Linked DNA regions of Mus musculus: regions 2, 3, 4 and 5 are each linked to region 1. A link is a contact called in public HiChIP or PLAC-seq, capture Hi-C and promoter capture Hi-C data. All regions are on one chromosome and are shown on one strand. The core of a region is the stretch at or near the end of the contact, and the rest is flanking DNA. Distances in the headings are between cores, read along the strand shown.

Region 1 (2,636 bases), core at 86-2,585:
AGCAACAAAAGTTGCTTTCCGCAAAGTCTAATCTTGGACAATGTTTAAACACTTCCGAAAACACACGAGACAAGAGTCTGCTGGGGGAGAAACAGTGACCGCATTATACTGCCAAAAAGACCCGGGCTCGCCACCTTTCTCCAGCCCGGCCCGATGCATTTTAGCTCAGCGACCCCAGCTGGTCAAGTCCTCTCGCTCACCAAGCGCCACGCGAAATCTGTCCAGTCCACCTCTGTCACCCCCAGCCAGCTCCCTAAGATCCCCAACTGCACTCCGGTGAGCCAATGGTTTCTTTTCCACACCTTCCGGAAAGAACTCGGGGCGGCGAACAGTGCGCCCTCAACGTGCCCACGAGGAGCCGCAAGGGCTGTTCGGCATCCCTGGGATGATCAGACTACCGCTATTCTCTTTTCAAATAGCACGGTCAGTTCTGACGCCCGCCAAAAATCATGCGTTCTCCCAAAGCAGTCGGGTCCATCTCCCGTCAAAACAACAGAAATCCTTTCCTGGCTTCTCGGCTAAACTGTCGCACCAGTTCAAAGTCGGCTGTCATTTAGAACCTTTCACAACCCAAGACTCAGACATAGTATGCAGGGGCAGGCGAACATTCTAGGCTACCCTTCCTGCACCGTGGAAGTGGAGGCTGGGCTCTTTGCTCCGCTCATAGCCTCCTCTAGCATGCACCCAACTTGCGCCTCTGGGTCCTGCAAGTGCATCCATCGGCATCTGCCCCTCTTCCTACTGAGTGCTGCAAGCGCCAGCTACCCAGCGGAATCGCCGCCTGATATCATCCACCTGCAGCCAACGGCCAAAGCTCAGTGAGGACCCAGAGCTGCATGTACAGACCCGAAAGATCGCCCTCCTCTTATTGCTAGCCCTAAACTTAACCAACTCCGGTGCCATTTCCTGGCTCCTGCCGCAGGGCTGTCTCCCTGGGTTCCAGCTGGTAGCGGTAATGACCACAGCTCCAGGCAGCGCCCAGGCAGGAACTTTACAAGGTGAAAAGTTTCCCCCCACTCTCTCTGAGAGCTTTAGCTTTCCGGAGCACCCATCACAGCCTCTCTGTAACCAGGTTGCTGAGGCTGTTCTGAGAAAGGTGCACCCCAGCCAGTGCACCATGCACCCAAATAAGCATGCTAAAAATCCTCACGCACCCTTGCCTTGGTCAGCGATGCGCCCCTGCACCCGACGAGTCCTCCGTGGTCTTCCTTTCAAGTCTAGGGGCGAGCTGGCCACCCCGCCGCCTCCGCCGCAGTGCTCGCCGCGTGCTCCCGGCTGAGGCTAGGGCGGCGAGCGGAGGCGCTAGGCGCTCAGGACGCCGCCACTGCTGCGGGTTGGCGGCGGAGGAGGGGAGTCGGAGGAGGATGGCGGCGGGAGGGGTGGGGAACCCGGGAGCGAGGTCCCAACGCGCAGCCCAGATCACAGCGCAGCCTGCCGGGGGGAGCGGTTCTCGCGTCTGCTCTAGTCAGCTTGCACCGCTACTGCTGGCGGTGGAGAGGTACCGGGTTCTTCTTCGCGGCGGCCGCCGCCGCACTGCCAAACCCCTAGCTTCGCTGTATTCTCCTCCCTCCCGCAGAGCCGCGTCCTCCGGGGGATGGGGGTGGGGGATGACCAGAGATCTCCGAGCGCCACACGAAGAGAAGGGGAGGGAAAGGGGGGCAGGGAGACCCGGCGGTCAGCAGGAGGACGCTAAGGGCGCCTCGCCTGGAAGCTGGACTAATTTTAGAGCCTAGGCATCCTCCACTTCTAGCGTGGCTGGAAGAACGCACCAAAGTCAGACTGACGTTTTCAGAGAGCGCGCACACACCACACTCAATCGTCTCTGCTCTGCTCTGCTCTGCTCTGCTCTGCTCTGCTCTGCTCTGCTCTGCTCTGCTCTGCTCTGCTCTTCAGCCTGCTGCCTAGAATACACTAGACTTCTCTGGACCAGATGAGGAAACCGAGGCACAATGAGACCAACATGGTTTTACCCAAGCTCCTCAGGCTACTTTGAAGCACAGTGGGCACGGCTATCAAACGCTGTACCTCCTGCTGCCCACCCGGGACTCGCATTTCTTTCCCACGCATTTTCAGATCACTGGGATCACCTTTGTGTGGGAGAGAATCAGACTAAAAAGTAACATGACTCATCACCCCCACCCAGTCTGAAACACGGTGGGATGTGAAGACATTCAGAACAGGAATGAGTGAACAGTCTCAGGGGAGCCAGGTGATTAGCAATACCAACCGGTGTGCCCTCTAGGTCCTTTTACTTCTGGATCATCCTCACAAGTCTGAGGATTCATGGCACCCCACCCCACCCCACCCCACCCACACTGCTTCAGTAGAGCTACACTTCAGCCTATGTTCCTTGCCTGTGAGCTCTGAAACATTCCTAACTAACGGCCAGCCCCGGTAAACCTGGGCCAGCGCCAGCCTCCACCCAACCCCCACTGCTGCACAGCAAATCACGTCTGTCTAAAGCAGGCTTTCACCCCAGGGGGTTCCTAGGGTGCCCACTCCCAGGCAGCTTCTCTGGAACTCTGGGACCGAGCAGTAACTCCAAGAGAGATGCTTCCGCAGACATGCTGTAGAGATAAATTTGCTCCTTTTCTTGATTCCTGAATTTCCCTTCCAGGAGCAGAGTCTGTCTCTCC
Region 2 (2,636 bases), core at 58-2,557, 870 kb before region 1:
TTACCGCCTCCCAAACCAATACATCCTTCTTTTAACAATTCACTTCAGAACTCACGCTTCCTCCAGACTTCTGGGCAAAGATGAGCTAATTAGATAGAATTTCTGAAGCACTTACCCTGCTGTGGTATGGGCTTGGTTCTCCATGCCAAGAAATGTCTACATCTGGCTTGGTACTTCTTGATATTTAATCTGTGAGGAGGGAAATTATTTAGAATTATAAAATGCTTAAACATATTAATATAAGATGTTATTTTTGTTGTTGGCATGCCATTTAGGATAGGTTCTCTGAGCATGGACGCTGTTGTTTCAACAGAGAAGGCCCACAGTGGGGGTGGGGGTGGGGGTGGGGGTGGGGTGGGGGTGGGGTTTCTTTGCCTTGATGAAACCAGCAAGCATACCTCCTTAACTCAGCTAGGCAGCTAGGTGTCAGTTGCCTAATTTGTGCAAAAGTTCCTAATTCCTGGTTTGAGAAGTGATATCTAGAAGCCCTCACAGTTTGCATCTTAGTGGAGTGCCTATCCTTTGCCTTTGAGTGTATTCTTTCATTGGTTTTTCTTGACCTTTTAAAAGAGTCGATTGAGCATGAAATTTAGTACGAAGTCCAAAAACAGGAGCTGGAGAACTGGCCCAGCAGTTGGAGGTCATCATGCTTAGAGTGCATAGAGAGGACCCAGCACCGGTCAGGTAGCTCAAAACCACCTAGTCCCAGGGCAATCAGATGCCCTCTTCTTCCCTGGCACCTACATGCCTCAACACACGCACTCGCGCGTGCGCGCGCGCGCACACACACACACACACACACACACACACACTCACAAAGTTGTCCCATTAGTGGACTAATTTAAAAGGATAAATGAACAAAGTGTTAAAATGAACTTAACCTTCCTAAGAAGTATATGAACTGAGAACGAGAAGGAGGGGGGAGGGAAGGAAAAAAAGAAGAGGATGAAGAGGAAGAAGAGGAGGAGGCAAGAGAGGAGAGGGTAAGGGGAGAAAGAAGAGAGTGGAAGAGGGGGAGGTGAACAGGATGAGTAGGAAGGGAAGGGGGCAGGGGAGAGGAAGAACCTCCTTTCAGACCATTTGCCACCACAGGAATTGCAGCAGTGAGACAGACACTGGAGGCGACAGGAGACAAAGCTAAGTCAAAAGGTTCAGACAAATTAAGGAGAGAAACTGAGGCACAGTTCCCTGGGTCGCTGGAAGCAGCAGTCCGGCCGGCCATCTCCTTGCTAGCTGCAGCCTAGGGGAGGGACAGGGCCTGGGTACAGGGAGTCCACCTGTTACCTGTACTGCTGTCTGGAGAGGTCTGCCCTGGCCTGGGCTGCGGGTCCCGCCCGCAGTGCCCGCCCGCCCAGCGCAGTTGGCGGCTGGTTCCCAGTGGGTTGCCATGGAGACGCGGCCTCCGCACCAGTCCGCTTCCTTCTAGCGGGAACTCCCCAGCACTGGCGCGGCCAGGTCAGTCCTCAGCCCGCCCAACCCGCTTAGCTGCGGCCCGCGGCTACCCAGAGGCGCGAGAGAAACGCGGGAGGACACTGCCCAACCAGAGAACCGGTGGGTCACCAAGAACGCCACCGCAGAGACTGGGCCTCAACCCTCTTCCCTTTGAATTCACCTTAGTAACTTCCAGCTGGGAATTGGTTAGGCTCACTCCACTGTCACTGTATTAGCACCATTTAAACCCCTCTCTTCCTCACAGTTCGCTGCGTCCTTGGAAAACTGCCAGTTAGGTGGATCAGGCTGTATTGGGGACAAGGGAGTAGCTTCTAATGGTGGGCACCAACCCGGGTCCTCGGTAACTGATTCCAAATTCTTTCCTCTTTCAGCCACATTCCAACCATAATTGATGACAGAATCTCAGTCTGACCCTGTTGATTTCACTGAGAAAATGACAGTATGTACCATATATATACCATATATGTGTATATATGATATAGAATACACACACAATATAGAAATCACAATACACTTATACATGTACTATTATGAAGATATGGGCACAGGGGAAAAATTCCTGAACAGAACAGCAATGGCTTGTGCTGTAAGATCGAGAATCGACAAATGGGACCTAATGAAACTCCAAAGTTTCTGCAAGGCAAAAGACACCGTCAATAAGACAAAAAGACCACCAACAGATTGGGAAAGGATCTTTACCTATCCTAAATCAGATAGGGGACTAATATCCAACATATATAAAGAACTCAAGAAGGTGGACTTCAGAAAATCAAATAACCCCATTAAAAAATGGGGCTCAGAACTGAACAAAGAATTCTCACCTGAGGAATACCGAATGGCAGAGAAGCACTTGAAAAAATGTTCAACATCCTTAATCATCAGGGAAATGCAAATCAATACAAGTCATATATATTATATATGTATGTGTATATATTTATATGACATAATACAGACAATAGAGAAATCACACAGATACATGTACTATATACAAGTCACACATATAAAAATATATGTGTATATATGACATAGAAAGCACACATGATATAGAAATCAACACACTGATACATGTACTGATATATATGTATATATATATCAGTATATACACATATATATGTATATATCAGTACATGTATCATATATATATATGTATATACATATATATATATATCACATACATAAATAGG
Region 3 (2,636 bases), core at 55-2,554, 780 kb before region 1:
GAAACTTGATCAAGAGTATAAACAAATAAACACCCCCCGAACAAGTAATTCTAGGCAGATATTCTTGTTTCTTAAGTTTGAATTTTGTAGTCTTCTTAATTTTAGTTTGTTTCTTCTTGGTCACTTCAACTCCAGTGAAGTAGAAACTTCCATGGCCAAGTCTTGAGGGAGCTCATGATAATATAAATTGTTATTTTACCTGCGAAGAGCTTTAAAGCTTGTATATATATATTTTTTGTCTATAACCTCCATTTAGGGTGACAATCACAGATCAAATGTTTAATACTGTAATTAGACAATACAAGTTGTTATATTTTACCAGTCAGACCTTGAGTATTCTTGACACCACAGCAGCAAAGTATCCTATGAGAAACTTGCTATTTTATGTGCACAACACTTTCACTAAACATTTCATTTGATTTCCACAATAAATCTCTGTGCTTGTTTCTGTGAGTGTAGGCAGGACTGGAGCCTAGGGTGATGGAGCCTCGGGTGACTTGGTGCTGCTGCTGGGATGGGAACTATTCTTTGGTGTGTGGGTCCCTAGGTTGAATGCTTAAATCGTAACTTAGGATTTTCACTTCCCAGGTTCCTGCAGACCTTGGTGCATCTTCTCAAGGGGAACATCGGGACTGGCCTTTTAGGGCTCCCCTTGGCTATAAAGAACGCGGGCATCGTGGTAAGCCTGTCATGCTCCCCACTGCAGATACACTTGCTTGTCTGCAAAGATAACTTCTAGGTACCATGTAGCCTGATCTAATATAACCTGGTCGGGTGACGTGTAGGTGGCCATTGGATATTGTCCTGATAGGTATGTGAACTGTAATTATGGTACCTATCTCAGAGTGATATTTACTGCTTTCATTTCTATGTGGTTACTTATTTTAATATTTAACAGCAACAACCTTCACAAGTTTTTTTTGAAAATGGTTTTGTCTCATTTTGGGGGGGGGGTGGAGGGTGATCAGGGGCTTAAGCCATGTACCCATAGTGACTAATGTATTAAGGAATGGATTGCTTTTATTATAGTGTAATTTCTTTAGTATCTTAGAATCAGCATAAGTTTGTATGCAGCATTTATATCTAAGGAAAATAGTTGAAATGAGTAGCAATGTCTTTAAAGACAGATATCAAAGGGTGTGAGAGACAGCTACTATAATGACTGCATTTGAGAACCTTGTTGAGGCAGATTCACGGAGGAAGAAAATTGGATATAATTGTTTTAAAATGGATTGGTTTCCATAGAGATTGTAGCTGTCCCCTTCCCCCACTGTGTTTAACAGTCCTGTATGTAAATTAACTCTGGCGCTTTGATTGTCTAGGTAAGCTTTGCCTGGTTCTGTTTCCCTGCTGTAACCCAGGCACCACTGAGTATGGCAAGTGCAAACCTGAAACTTCCCATGAACCACTTATTATTTCCCAATTGCTGTTCCTGGCACATGTCCAGGTTCTCCAAGAGTGGCCTATAGAAGGATAATGAATTTCTTTTGTCTAGATAAGGGTGCAAGTGTGTATCGTGCCTGTGAGACATGGATGCCGTAGATCTGGCCTGTTGTAAATAGACGTTGTATTTTGTATCCTTTGTTGATTGTCTGTACTCTGTAACAGAGGCTTCAGCTGCAAAGTCAGCAAGGTAGCATCATTGTCTAAATTATCACCCGGAATAATTTCTCTACACTAATGTTTTCATGCCTGTGAAGATTTAGTCAATGAATCCAACAATTTTTTCCTTGTAAATAAATTGCTCATTGACTCATTGCTTGTAAGTTGACTCAGTTTTTAAAAATGAATGTTTAAATCTTCATATTTTTTTCTTCACAGCTTGGACCAATCAGCCTTGTGTTTATAGGAATTATTTCCGTCCACTGTATGCACATATTGGTACGTTGCAGTCACTTTCTATGTCAGAGGTAAATGTGGACTCATTAAGTCTATTTGATTAATTGTAAAGTCTCACGTATGCTTATGGCATCTTTGTCTCCTGTACCTATTGTGCTTTGCATCTCGAGGTTGTATTTCCTTCTACTGTATAGACACAGCTGAGATAATGACCATGGGACTGGCTAGCATTTTCTATACTTACATGAGTCAGGATCTGGTCCCAGATGTCCCTTAGTGTGCCTAGAGAATTGGTCTCAGGATCCCCATAGGTATCTACCAGTGCTTAAGCCCCTCACATAAAATGATGAAACCTCTGCACAACCTTTCAGATGCTATAGTAATCTTTCAGACAGTCTAAGTACCATGCACATTATTATTCTATACTGTTTACCAGATAATAACATGAAAAATAAAGTTGTAGTCAACACAGACATGTTTTTTTTCATAAATTTTCCATATGCAATTGGTTAGGCCACACACGAGGACTTGTGGGTATGGAGGGATGAGTGCTTCCTTTTTTCTTTTTAATGCGTATCATTGTCTGTGTGTATATGATGTATGTGTGTGGCACACCTGTGACACAGCACACCTGTGAAGGAGAGGACAACTCTGTGGCAAGGGTACTCCCTCTGCTTTACATGGCCCTGGGGCTTGACTTCAGCTTGTCAGGCTTTTGTGGCAGGCACCTTAGCTCCCGAGTCATCACGCTGCCATGACTATAGATGTTCAGAAGTCTGCTGGGGAGACGGGAGGGT
Region 4 (2,636 bases), core at 78-2,577, 630 kb before region 1:
TTAGTAAGAATGGCTTTTGCCAAGAGCCTGGCATCTTAGAAAGGCAGTTTAAAGCTTTCCCGTTGTTAATTTTCACACCATTTCCATTTTAGTTGGTCCTGACATGCAAGGTAAGAATGACAAAATTAATAAGAATTGATAAGAATTAATAAGAATTGATAAGAATCAGTGTGTCACTGAGGGCCCTCTCAGGCTCACCTGGTCACACACTGCAGCACCCCATCAGGAGGTGACCTTATACACCCCTGCCTCTGGCCTTGTTACCCTTCAGGGAAAAATTGAAATGAGAATAGATTGGAAAGAAAAAGCATTTTAAGAATTGACACATAATTTAGCCAAATCATTGCTTAGATTCTCACAGTGCGTCCCACAATTTCCCTGTCTTCATTCAGAAAAGCTGGTGTTGATAGAAGTCGCGCCTGCAATGTCTAAACTACACTCTCACTTGGAATTGGATCTTCTAGTGACTAGATGAATTTTTGACATAAAGCTTAGCAGAATCCTGGCATCCATCCATTGCTCACGTCCATACAGTGTACGGTCGTTCTGCCAGCAAGGGTCTTTAAATTACCTAGTGTATGAAGTCAGCTTGGCAGGTAGAGAGAGGCAGTCTGTAACAGGTCAGGAGCGTCTATGGCCGAAGGCGCTCCGTCTAGCAGAAACAGTTGAAACGCCATAGGTAGCTGCAGTGTGTATCTCTACAGCTCTCGCAGCCTGCCACAAATGAGTGCTCAAGAGAAGCCTGGCTCATTCATATTGGCATTAATGTGTCAAGTGTGTCCTGGGCAGCTTCCAGACTAACTTCGCAGGAGGAAACCAGAACTTCCTCTAACTTCTTCAAAGAACCAAAGTCTGGGATTGGATGAATGAATGTGACACCTGCCACTGAGGACAGAACAGGGACATGTGGGTGACAGGTGTGTGAGGAGGTGTTAAGGATCTAAGGTTCGGAGTTCGAACCAGTGGCAAGGTATGGTGGGATCTCAGTGTCAAGGAAGCTTACACTCACCTGCGTTCCGCAGCTTGCGGTTCCTGAGCACTGAGAGGATGACAAGCAGGTTCCCCACGAAGTCCACGGCTGTGGTGACGACGACTACTGTAGATAGCATGGGAGCCACCCAGGGGGCCCGGGCAGTCACAGGGGGCCTGGCTCCGGCTGACCCAGACCAACTAGGGCGCGCTGCCAGCCCGCTGGCCTCACAGCAGTTAGGGATTGAGCTGTTCTCAGGCATCTCGACGCTGCCTGGGATAGATGCACAAGGTGCGCACTGCTTGGGGCGCTCCCGCTGTCCCCTCCCCGCCCAGTGAGTGTTAAGAAGAGGCTGCGGGGAGGGACCTAGAGGAGACAATTAATTGAACGTGGGCAGAGGGGCGGAGAGAAATAAAAGGTCCAGACAGGGACTGGGACTCAGGTGCTGTAGAGAAGAACGCGTCCCTCAGTGGCACGCTCAAGAACAGCGCTACAGCGTCTCTGCGTCTCTGCGCGATTGCCGGAGATCAGCCAGTGCTGGCCCATCTTAGAATGCCTACCAGTGTCTGACCCACTTTAGGTGGCCTAGTTGATAAGGTCTGTGCCCCTAAAAACCAGGGATAGGTAGATCTTTTACTACGTGGAGAAGCTGTGTTCATTTGGGAGCACCCTTCTTTGCGGACTGGAGCAGGTACTGGTTAGAGTTGTCTGATCATCAGAAGGATGGGGTTTGAGACCCCCCCACCCCTGCTAGGCGCTGCTGCTCTAAAGAGCAGGTGACTCCTGAGGAGTGAGGATCAACCCCAAATCTATGAAGCCAACAGTGCTGAACTCTGGTAGGTGACAGGGAAGGTATCCAGCAGCTACATGTTGTGTATTGTGAATGACCGTGAGGTTAGTGCTGGAAAACAAACACTTTTAAAAAATACATGTGTGGATATTGGTTTAAGAATGGTGCTTATATGGGTTCATGGTCCATGGTGGAGGTTATCATAATGTGGGCTTGGGGAAGGGGCAAGAAGATCAGAGAAGCATGAGCACAGGATAGAAAGAAATTTGACCACTGGGTACATATAATGTTCCCTGATCTCGCTTGTGCTGCTTATGTTGGCCCCACTAGAACCACTAACACCAGCTGACCAGGAAACCTGAGTTTATCAAGAGACTGAAAAGGGGATCTCATATTGCCCCAAGGCAAATGGAGTGGGGTTTTAAGATAGGTGCCTGTGCCTGCCTTATATAGTTAATCCTATGTTCACCATCAAAGGACACACAGTTGAGATTAAGCAGAAATTCATAATGAAACTGCATCAACATGAAAATCAAAGGCTATCCTTTCCACACCATTTATCCCACATTTGCCACAGCAGTTTTGTGTGTATCACCCCAAGCCCAAAACACTCCACTAACAGAAGGGTGGGTAAGTCAGCTTCACACACTGGGATAAAAACTGCATGTAAACACAACTGCATGGATTAATGTCAAAGTATCACACAATGCCAGGGGTGGAACCCATATGTACCTAACACACACACATGCACGTTCACACACACACACACACACACACACACACACACACACACACACACACACACACACCTTCATGTGCATATGTGTATTAAGTGAAATAAAAGAAGGCAGTATAATCCAAATACTATGCATACAA
Region 5 (2,636 bases), core at 93-2,592, 540 kb before region 1:
TCTCTGTCTGTCACCACAAGCTGTAAGATGCTGGTACCCACTGGCTTATTTTCCTGTATAAAGGAGTGTTTTAAAAAGGAAGTTAAAATTACACCTCTCATCACATTAAAAAAAAAATCATTACAGGCTGGGAGTGCCAAGCTAGAACACCAGGCATTTGGCAGACAAAATCCTCCCTCTCCACGGTATTTAATGTCTACTGAAAACAGGCTGGAGTTGCAAGCATCCTCTTTCCCATCTCTAGCAGCCTCCTCATAGATGTGTCATGAGATTGTACTCTCTTCAGATGATAACACCAGCCTTTGGCTGAATGGGTTTCTAGGTCCAAAGACACAACCAGGTTCCACCTGTCTGTCACTTTCAGCACTGAGCAACACTCTTTCTACCCTTTGTGATGAAGGTGGAAATCCACCCAGGGCCAGAAAGCACCACCCTGCTGGGATGGGAAGAGTCTTCATACTAGATAAGATGTGGTTAAACAAAGTCTAACACTGTAATACAATGAATGTTACATCAGACATTAGCATGTAAGCAACCTTCTAGTCAATATATAAAACCAAATGGGTTTTTATAATCCACCTCACAACACAGTTGGGTCATGTTCCTCTAGAGGACAGAAAGTAGACAGCACATTTATCAAAATGAGGAGGGACACAATCAATTTCAGCCGCCATTTTGGAAACATGGCTCGAAACAGGAACATGAAGATAGGTCATACCTACTTTTTGGGTCAAAGTTTATCTTCTTCACTTTGAAAGCATTAGATGAAGGTTTTTGTAGGTAGGATCAATATTGGTTTTCTTAATCCTCTGTGTAATAGTTTAGCCTTAGAATCGTTTGGCCTGATAGTAGATTTCTTATTTATCTTGTGAATGGCCAGCTTCAGGATTTAGTATTGTATGGAAATGAAACATTCCAGAGATAAGGACCATGATATGTGGTGCTGGGTGACCAGCAATTCATATGCTGAATTAGTTTATGATAACTAAGTATAGCCAAGCATACTTAATGGTGGATCACATTATAATTCTAGCACTTGGATGAAGAGACAGGAGGATTGTCAAGAGTTTGAGTCCAGCCTTGAATAAGGAATGAGTTCTAGGTAAGTCAGGAGTAAATAGTGAGACTCTGTCTCAAAAATTAAATAATAAAAATTGAAAATTGAAAAGAAAAAAAAACAGAGAAAAAAGATAACCAGGCATTAGGGTAAGCCCATTATTCTTTGTGTAAAAGGAGAGACAGTCTTGAAAAAGGACTAGGAGAGAATCACAGAGGTTTCTTTTCTGCCACATGCCTGCCTGCTTGGTTATCAAGCTCCAGGCACCGCCTCCCTTAGGAGCCTACCGTGGGACCATGTCATCCAGTGAAGATTTACTACCTTACACAGACAACATACTCAGCACTGCACAAAACAGAAGATTTATTGATTTGTTTGCTCATTCTCTGAGGGCCATTTCCTCCACAGAAAAAAACTGAAAGAGTGAGCGAATGTGTGTCCTTGGGGTCACTGTCTAAGAAGGAAGGGTGTGAAATTACAGTCAGGCCCAGCCTGCAGAGGGAGGGGCCCTGACCATGTGCTCTCAGTGCTGACTTCCACACCTGTGAATAGTCTGTCCAGCTGATGGAAGCATGTCATAAAACCAAAGGCTGAGACCACAACCACTGAAATCTAAGAGAAAGTGGAGGAGGTGCAGGGAATGAAGGCAGGAGAGCAATCACACGCATGGCTGCTGGCAGCAGCAGAGGAGAGAAAACCTCCATTTTCTCCAGGAAGGAAGAAGATTGCATTGACAAAGGGGCCAGGGATAAGCATACAGTGGTTGTGCTTATTCATGAACATCTCAGCCTGATTCCCAGATAGTTCAGTGTCAGTAGGGTGAAGGAGGCGATTCATAGACAGCCACACTCAAGTGCTTCCATCTTATCACAAAGTGTTCTCTAGAGACCTAACCATTCTTATTTTGCTCCTTCACAAAGCCCTTGGCAGTACCTGAGAGCCACTGTACTTTTCCAGAATTCCTATGTATCTGTAAGGCATAAAGATAATTTGCTGTGTCTCCAAGCCTTCCACACCCAGTCTGGTTCTCTTTTTCTTCCTACACAGCTTTCCAGCCACCAGCCACCAGCAGAGGAAACTCAGGTACCTTGTTCACAAGCTAACTTCTGAATAATAAACTACTGGAGAAATCGGCCACTTTCACTGAAAGGAGAGCACCAGCTGTAAGTTACTCTATCTTAAAGCCCAACTTAAAGGCAGGTGGCTTTAAAGTCCTAAAAAATTGTCTATGGAAGGTGAATTTTTAAGGAGCTCTATCCTGAAGTCTATGGGATGGTTCATATTGATCTCTATTCTCTGTCAGAAGAATACTTAAAGATGGCCTGTTACTGCAGAAAGATTATTCATATTATATGTTTACATGACAGAGTCAGGTTCAAATTCTGATCATGTGCCAGCTGCATGATCTTGAGATGTCTAGTTAAGCTCATAGACCTATGGCTCTTTCAATTCTATGGTATGTGTGTGCATAGGAGTGGGAAAATCTGTGTCAGTGAACCATCCATGACACATAGCAATGGGAACAGGCTGTGTATACGGAGCATCTAATACTTAGAAGAAACAATACTCAATAACACTT

What was found. Promoter capture Hi-C pulls out the DNA fragments that hold promoters and counts their contacts. HiChIP or PLAC-seq counts read pairs in DNA pulled down with a chosen protein or histone mark. Capture Hi-C pulls out chosen DNA fragments and counts their contacts.
Region 2: a promoter capture Hi-C map of embryonic stem cells shows a contact between it and region 1, with 4 times the contacts expected there. The contact joins the promoter of Deup1 here to the promoter of Fat3 in region 1. A contact is called at or near these places in 1 of 39 promoter capture datasets (embryonic stem cells) and 1 of 9 other capture datasets (macrophages).
Region 3: an H3K4me3 HiChIP or PLAC-seq map of embryonic forebrain shows a contact between it and region 1, with 5 times the contacts expected there. The contact joins the enhancer-like site here to the promoter of Fat3 in region 1. A contact is called at or near these places in 1 of 39 promoter capture datasets (hippocampal neurons), 5 of 484 Hi-C or Micro-C datasets (bone marrow-derived macrophages, cerebral cortex, cortical neurons and 1 more) and 15 of 115 datasets of contacts at active chromatin or transcription factors (SST interneurons, VIP interneurons, astrocytes and 10 more).
Region 4: a contact with region 1 is called in a capture Hi-C map of macrophages, with 8 times the contacts expected there. The contact joins the promoter of Mtnr1b here to the promoter of Fat3 in region 1. A contact is called at or near these places in 6 of 39 promoter capture datasets (embryonic stem cells, hippocampal neurons, liver and 2 more), 3 of 484 Hi-C or Micro-C datasets (bone marrow-derived macrophages and trophoblast stem cells), 15 of 115 datasets of contacts at active chromatin or transcription factors (bone marrow-derived macrophages, craniofacial prominence, differentiating embryonic stem cells and 10 more) and 4 of 9 other capture datasets (adipose tissue, liver, macrophages and 1 more).
Region 5: a contact with region 1 is called in an H3K4me3 HiChIP or PLAC-seq map of neural tube, with 5 times the contacts expected there. The contact joins the enhancer-like site here to the promoter of Fat3 in region 1. A contact is called at or near these places in 5 of 484 Hi-C or Micro-C datasets (bone marrow-derived macrophages, cerebellar granule neurons, nephron progenitors and 1 more), 19 of 115 datasets of contacts at active chromatin or transcription factors (SST interneurons, astrocytes, bone marrow-derived macrophages and 13 more) and 1 of 9 other capture datasets (adipose tissue).

What each region holds. Positions count from the first base shown.
Region 1 is chr9:16,500,719-16,503,354 of GRCm38.p6, forward strand. Fat3 (FAT atypical cadherin 3) reads right to left here and starts at 1,336. Exons shown (of 26, transcript NM_001080814.2): 1 at 1,155-1,336.
Region 2 is chr9:15,626,539-15,629,174 of GRCm38.p6, forward strand. Deup1 (deuterosome assembly protein 1) reads right to left here and starts at 1,308. Exons shown (of 14, transcript NM_001373917.1): 1 at 1,285-1,308; 2 at 116-189. The coding sequence starts at 144. 4930540M03Rik (RIKEN cDNA 4930540M03 gene) reads left to right here. Exons shown (of 5, transcript NR_040746.1): 3 at 1,824-1,891.
Region 3 is chr9:15,720,112-15,722,747 of GRCm38.p6, forward strand. It overlaps Slc36a4 (solute carrier family 36 (proton/amino acid symporter), member 4), which reads left to right. Exons shown (of 11, transcript NM_172289.5): 3 at 589-679; 4 at 1,822-1,910. Among named protein-coding and RNA genes, the nearest start is that of Slc36a4, 12 kb to the left of the region's middle. Within about 2 kb of position 1,305, at least 10 of the 459 cell types and tissues checked have an H3K27ac peak or open chromatin away from gene starts, as enhancers often do. A contact at or near this core is called in cortical neurons and embryonic forebrain, where this site is marked.
Region 4 is chr9:15,873,229-15,875,864 of GRCm38.p6, forward strand. It overlaps Mtnr1b (melatonin receptor 1B), which reads right to left and starts at 1,328. Exons shown (of 2, transcript NM_145712.2): 1 at 1,010-1,328. The coding sequence starts at 1,232.
Region 5 is chr9:15,962,914-15,965,549 of GRCm38.p6, forward strand. It overlaps Fat3 (FAT atypical cadherin 3), which reads right to left. Exons shown (of 26, transcript NM_001080814.2): 18 at 1-53. Among named protein-coding and RNA genes, the nearest start is that of Mtnr1b, 90 kb to the left of the region's middle. Within about 2 kb of position 1,343, at least 13 of the 459 cell types and tissues checked have an H3K27ac peak or open chromatin away from gene starts, as enhancers often do. A contact at or near this core is called in neural tube, where this site is marked.